Linked DNA regions of Rattus norvegicus: region 1 is linked to region 2. The links are chromatin contacts, called in public Hi-C maps. All regions are on one chromosome and are shown on one strand. The core of a region is the stretch at or near the end of the contact, and the rest is flanking DNA. Distances in the headings are between cores, read along the strand shown.

Region 1 (3,491 bases), core at 185-2,684, 470 kb before region 2:
TGGCCATCCTAACTTTTAAGGTGTTTGCATCTTAGACCTTTGACAGAGTGTTTTTATTGGGTAGCCATCTGTTAAGGGAAGCTCTTGAGAGAACTAGGAAAAGTGTAGGATGTCTACACTTACCACAATATCTAGGAAAACAATTGTCCAGGGAAGAGAGAGGCCTTCCTGAGGCATGGAGCCTCCCTCCATCCCTGTGGATGCCTGCAGAGACCATGCATGCTCTCCTGCTGCCCTAATGGCCAAGAGAAGCAGAACCACCCAGTCTGCCTAAGTCTACCAAGCGATGGCTCTAAGATGACTTAACAGGGTTAGGAAGACTCAAATACACTGCTCTTTGCACTTGCTCCCCAAGGAACAATCCCACCCCCATCCCCAGGGGGTGAGTGATTTATTATGGCTGAATAGGTCAATGCTGACCCATCAAATCCTGCTTCTAAAATTCACATGGCCACTCTACACATTGATAATGAGCACTACTGGGGGAAAAAAAAGAACTCCCAGGGTCCACAATCTATGCGTGCAGATGGTTTTGCCATCTGTGGCTTCCCATTCAATCTCTGTAGCAGTTAAGGGTGTTATAAATTCACACCAGTAACATTTCTGCCTGGCACCCGGCCACAGCAGGGTGGCCAAAAAAAAAGCTCCCTACCTTATTAAAATAATGAGTTAATTGATAGAATCACTCTTTCATAGCCACTCATTTGAAAACTAAAGATTAAACCTTTCCCTCTCATCTGCTCTCTACAGTAACCCAGAAAGTAGTATTTTTCTTGCTTACTCTCTTTAAATATGTACTACAGGTCACGGGGTGAACACGGTTGAAAAAAAACTGGCAGAGAGGTGAGAAAATATGCTGCGGGTCTCAACTAGTAAACGGAGGGAGGAGGAGTGAAGGGACCACCTCCCTCTCCTACTTTTTAGCCAGGATCGGCTGAGTTAACTAATGTCAGAAACTATAGGCCCACTTGTGAGGCAAGCCGGGAAATAAAGGGATCCTCAAATTCGCCCACCGAATCGCTAAACATCATTCTGGACAACTGGGTGGACGTTCAATAGCATCTGAAGTGCTCAGGAGATGTGAGGCCTCCCTCAGAGGGCACTGCCCACTTCTAAGACACCTTCAGGACCGGCCTCTGCTATTCGCCCTAAAAGTGAAGGCTGAGCTGGAACGGTGGCGGAGCGCACTCGAGGGGAGCAGAGGCTGCAAGTCTCCGACTCCCCGGGGCCTCCTCTAGAGGGCCGGACCTGGCCTCTTCCACCTAGCTCGCCGCCAAGTCCCTAAGCTGGTCCGGCATCCCGCTCCTCCACTCGAGTCTGCTTCCCGGCCCTGGCCCCTCAGGCCACCTCCGCCCGGCTTCTTACTGCAGGCCCGCACTTACCGAGCACTAGTCGAGCCATGCTGATCACCCGCATTCTGCCCGAGCCGCCGCCGCCTCGGCTCTGCCGCGCCCACGTCCCGCCCTCTGCTTCTAGCGGGCGGTGCGCCGGCGCGCGGAGGCGGGCCGGAAGGGCTCGCCACGCCGTGGCCGCCGTTCATTGGTCTCTGTGGATTTCGCTCATGTGCACGGCCAATTGAAAGTGGCCGGGTAGAGGTTACCGGTTTGTTTTTTTTTTTTCTGTGGGGGCGGGGGTGAGCTGTGGAACGGGGCGGAGCGGGGCAGGGCGAGGATGGGCGGGAATGAAGGGGCGGGGTCAGAGGACCTCCGACCTTGTCCCTGTGGGGTACCCCTTGTTCCCCTAATTTTTTTCTGGGTTAGCTGAAAAAACTCAGAGCTAAGGGGTCTTCACTTCTTCCAGACCCTCATTCCCTTTTCCAGCCCTTATACCTTGAACCTGTCTCTCTATGTCGGGAGAATACCAGGTCTTCAGTGTGTTTGAGACTTATTTATTCTTTCATACGTGGACTCAATATTCAGTGAAAATCATTTGCCAAACTTATTCTGTACATATCATCATAACAAACTTCTTTATTTTGTTAAATTTACTGCAAAGCATTGGTCACTCATGTGACCCCTAGACCCTCAGAGTTTAAACTTCAGGATTAACATCCTTCTTGGCTCTGGGGATGAGTTCTAAAATGTATTGCTTTGCAATATTTACAAAGGCGTTTAAAACTAATAGAGTAAGAAGCAATCGAAAAATAATGGCAGGGCATGTCTCTCTGTTGGTGTGAGTGCTTGACTAACATGCATAAAGCCCTGGGTTGGATCCCTGGCACCACAGGAACACAGTATGGTGACTATGCTGGCTAGTTTTCCAGCAACTTGGCTCAAGCTAGAGGGAACCTCAGTTGAGGAAGAGAAAGTGCTTCTACATGATCCAACAGTACAGCATTTTCTCAATTAGTGATTGATAGGGGAGGGCTCAGTCCATTGTGGGTGGTATCATCCCTGGCTGGTGGTCCTGGGTTCTATAAGAAAGCAGGCTGAGGGGTTGGGGATTTAGCTCAGTGGTAGAGCGCTTGCCTAGAAAGCACAAGGCCCTGGGTTCAGTCCCCAGCTCCGAAAAAAAGAAAAAAAGAAAAAACAAACAAAAAAAGAAAGCAGGCTGAGCAAGCCATGAGGAACAAGTCAGTAAGCAGCACCCCTCCATGGCCTCTGCATCAGTTCCTGCTTCCAGGCTCCTGCCCTGTTTGCCTTCCTGCCCTGACTTTCTTGAAGAATAAACTTGGGGGCATAAACCAAATAAACCCTTTCCTCCCCAAGTTGCTTTGGTCATCGTGTTTCATCACAATGATAGTAACCTTAACTAAAACAGTGACCCACCTGTAGTCCCAGCGCTAAAGAAAAGGAAGCAAGAGAATCAAGAATTCAAGGTTAGCTTTGACTATGTCATGAATTTGTAGCCAGCCTGGCCTACATGAGGTCCTGTTTACATTTTTAAAATGCTAACAAAAATTTTAATAATAATGATAATAATATTAATAATAGTGAAACCACTATCTTTCCCTCTGACACTACCCTCTTCCCCCCAGATCTTTGGAGTGGCTGTGAACACTCTTCATTTTTTGTGTTTTTTTTTTTTAATTTATCTATTTATTTTATATATGAGTACGGTGTAGCTGTTCTCAGACACACCAGAAGAGGACATCAGACCTCATTACAGATGGTTGTGAGCCACCATATGGTTGCTGGGAATTGAACTCAGGACCTCTGGAAGAGCAGTCAATGCTCTTAACCACTGAGCCATCTCTCCAACCCCAATACTCTTTGTTGTTCTGGTAGTTTGTTGTTTCCAGCTTCTTTGTACTGCTGAATGACCAAAACAATGCTGACCCTGGCCAGAACTCTGGTGGGCAAAGGGTTCCAGACGAAGTGGTACCCAATTGGAAGATGTAGCCCTAGAAGTGCCTTTGGAGAAACTGGCAGGCAAAGGAAGCTCCGAGGAGCACCAGAACCATGAGGTTGACTCTTTTAAGCCATAGGCAAGCTTTTCCATCCACAGCAGGCACAATGCTTATTTGGGACAGGAAGTCCCTCTGGAACCTT
Region 2 (3,547 bases), core at 737-3,236:
GACTTCAGAGACCTCCATGACAGTATGGAAATGAGGCCAAGGATGGAGTATGGAACCTCAGAAAAATAATTTAGGAAAGGTAAACACGGAGCCAGATTATGATAAGAGGGCTCTACTTTTTTTTTGGTCCTGGGAGCACTAAGGAACCACTAATTCCTTTGACCAAATGAGATTAGAAACACTCCTTCAAGAGACCATCAGTTAAGGGTGAAGTGCACAGAACAGCGAGTGAGAGGCAGCAGGCAGCAATAGTGGCGGGAAACCTACTGGGATGGCATTATAGCACCATGATAGCACTTGATGACCTTGGGGTCAGGGTGGGGTCTGGAGGCAATTCTGAAAAAGAGAAAAAGGTGACAGCCATGCCCGGAGTGCTGGCTTGGACACCACAGGCGGTAAAGCATCATTCATTAAGGTGGGATTCGAGGAAGGTTGCTTTCTTAGGCAAGGGACTGTGAATCTGCTTGCTGCTTTTCCAGAAGGCTCAATTCATCCGTGTGCCAGCTTATAACCACTTGTTAACTTCAGCCCCAGGCGTTTTCTGGCCTCTAACACCATTTTCTGGCCTCTGTGAGCTCCATTCACATGTGACATACACACAGACTTTTTTTTTTTTTTTTTAAGTTTTAGATCTAAGCAGGGATATCTAACACACAGTTAGAAAGCTCTAGGAAAGATGTAGTATGGATTTGGAGCTACCTCAAGGCAACGAACGAAAAACACCAGATTGGATAAGAATATCCAAGACTTCAGAGGACGTTATCTTGTGATGCAGTACAAAAGGTTAAGTGGTTTTTCCAGAGTGAGCATTTTAGAGTGTCTGTCAATCCTTTAAAAACCTACCATGGTCTCGGGCCACAAGTTAGGTAGGAATAGTGAGTGGTCACCTACATGAGCAAACTGTAGAGAATTCTGGATGACACCCACATGTCTGAAAAGGAGAAGGGGACAAGGGGACCCACCATGGCTGTCCAAGGCACAACAAACAGTACTCAGCCAAGAGTGGTTAGTTGTGACACAAGATTAAGGTGTGAAACTGCTACTAGAATCGACAAAACAGGCAGTGATCTTGTTTACAACCATCATACTGAGTGCTTAGGACTCAAGTGCCCGGCACAGTCCTGGGTGGTAATGCAAGATCAAGTGGAAACTCAGCAGAAATCACTTTAAAAAAGGGGGGGGGGGGTGTTAGGGAGAGGCTGTCATCTGCAGTCATTCTGAGGTTCCTACCGAAGCTTCCTCATTACCTAGCCACAAGGCCAGACATCTCTGTACACACACCTGAGTCAATTCTGACAAACTCTAAGACAAGAATAACAATCTCAAGGTTGCTCTGAGGAGTCAGACAAGACAAGGTTCATGAACTATCTGGCACCGGATTGGCCAGAATGGCTTGGATATAGCTTGCCTTGCAGAGAACACAGCGATTGGGAGAAACGGACAAAAGACGGATCCACCAGGGACCCTGAGAAAGGTGGGAAGCACAGAATGGAGGGAACTCTCTCACTCTTTCATTTCCCCTGTCAAACAGTGAAGACAGAAAGGCAAGATCGCTCAGTTGGTTAAGGTACTTGCCACCAAGCTTTACAAACTCCACCAGAGTTCCATCCCGCGAACCACAAAGGTGGAAAGCATGGAACAGACTGCCGCCAAGTTGCCTTCTAAGCTCTACACGTGCCTCGTGGAATCCACGCGCCCGCGGTCCCCACCCCAACACAAAGTAAGTAAATCCAATTGAAACATTTAAAAGCAAAGGGCGGTCCAAGAATCGGGAGCTGCAAGGAGAGCCCCGGGACACCAAGAGACACTGTGCAGAGGGCCGGACGCAAGGGGCGCGTCCCACAGCACGCGACCCCCGTGGCCCGGGTTCCCGCTCACCAGTAGGTTCTCTACGTTGATGGGGTCCCGGCAGCGGCGGCGCACGGTCTCCTGAGCCGGGTCCACCAGCAGGCTGGGCAGTTTCCGCGCCGTCCGCTGCTGACTCATGATGTCCCGCGCCCCTCGCGCCCCACGCGCCCTCCCGCCTTTCCGGGAGGCTCGGTGCGCGCGCTCCCGGCCCCTTCAGCGCCGCCCGCTCCACCCACGGAGCACTGCGGCTTCACTCACGGAGCGTCGCGGTCCCACTCGCCTAGCGCTGCCCTCAGGCGCGGAGGGGATCGGGGTAGGCGCGCAGGGGGACCAGGGTGACCAGGGTGACCTCAGAGGCACTCAGGTCCCCGAGCCGGCCATCTTCCCGCATGCGCAGTGCGCCTGCCTTTGCACATGCGCACCGCCTTCCCTGGAGATCTCCCGCGCACACGCGTCCTCGCCCGCAGCTGACACCCGGGTGTTCCGGAGGATGGATCCTCGGAGAGGGTGGCGGGGAAGCGGGGGTGGGGAGAGGTAAGAAAAGAGGTGGAGCAGGGATTCCGGGGTACCAGAGTCGGCGCTCCCTAGTCCGGACCCGCGACCGGCGGACTGCAGGGGCTGAGTGCCCAGGGACGATGACAGTCCCGCTCCCATCACGCATCTAAGGGTGTTTAGCACATGCTCATAAACAAGCCATCCTGGAGGGACCAGAACGAGCGCCGTAGAGATCCAGGCAGGGAGATCATGTGTTTGAATTCGAAGTCAGCTAAAGTTCATCCTTAGAGTATACGTTGTCCCAAAAGCACAAACTTTTTTTTTTCTGTATCAGTTCTTGAATAGTTATTGTATCAGGTATTGGGCTGGCTCAAGAAGATACTGTTTTAAATATAACAGACTGGATCCAGAATCCAATGGAGGAGATAGATAAAACATCTTAACTGGAGCTTGGAGAGATGGTTCTACGTTTAGGAGCACTGGCTGCCCTACCAGAGGACCTGAGTTCAATTCTCATTACCCACACATTGGCTCAAACCATCTGTTAACTCCAGGCCCAGGGGAATCTAATGCCCTTTTTCTGATCTCCATAGGCACCAGGCACACACATGTTAATATGATATATATATATATATATATATATATACACACACACACACACATATACACACACACATATATATATGCAAAACACACACACACACACACACATATATATATATATATATATATATGCTAAACTAAACTTAAAAAAGAAAAGAGAGGGGTTGGGGATTTAGCTCAGTGGTAGAGCGCTTGCCTAGCAAGCGCAAGGCCCTGGTTTCTGTCCTTAGCTCCGGAAAAAAAAAAGTTACCTGGAGTCACAGATAGCTTTTCAAATTGTAAGATCTTAAGCAAGTTTCTAAAAGTCATTCTGTGACTTAGTTTCTCAATTTGTAATGTGGGGAGTTCTTACTGAATAAAGATACCAACTTGTTCTTTCTAAAGCCTGTCTCTATAAAATTGTTCCAGTAAACTGCCTCTCCCCGCCCCCACTCCGTGTGTCCTCTGATTCATTCTGTCAAATCTTTCTCTAACTTCTCACTTTGCCCTCAATTAGATGTTACTTTTAAACGTGGCTGCTTTCTTCTACAAACCAATCTTACGTTCATTATTAGGGATTAAAGGCATGTCTATATTCCATTCAGGTTGTACTATAATCCAG

Evidence for each region. Hi-C and Micro-C count contacts between places; a contact is called where the count stands out from the background.
Region 1: a Hi-C map of hepatocytes shows a contact between it and region 2, with 2.2 times the contacts expected there. The contact joins the promoter of Pdia6 here to the promoter of E2f6 in region 2. A contact is called at or near these places in 8 of 12 Hi-C or Micro-C datasets (the A7r5 cell line, Schwann cells, frontal cortex and 4 more).

The regions. Positions count from the first base shown.
Region 1 is chr6:45,789,647-45,793,137 of GRCr8, reverse strand. It overlaps Pdia6 (protein disulfide isomerase family A, member 6), which reads right to left and starts at 1,434. Exons shown (of 13, transcript NM_001004442.1): 1 at 1,383-1,434. The coding sequence starts at 1,416.
Region 2 is chr6:45,319,697-45,323,243 of GRCr8, reverse strand. It overlaps E2f6 (E2F transcription factor 6), which reads right to left and starts at 1,986. Exons shown (of 7, transcript NM_001100717.2): 1 at 1,879-1,986. The coding sequence starts at 1,986. It also overlaps a transcript of Greb1 not described here.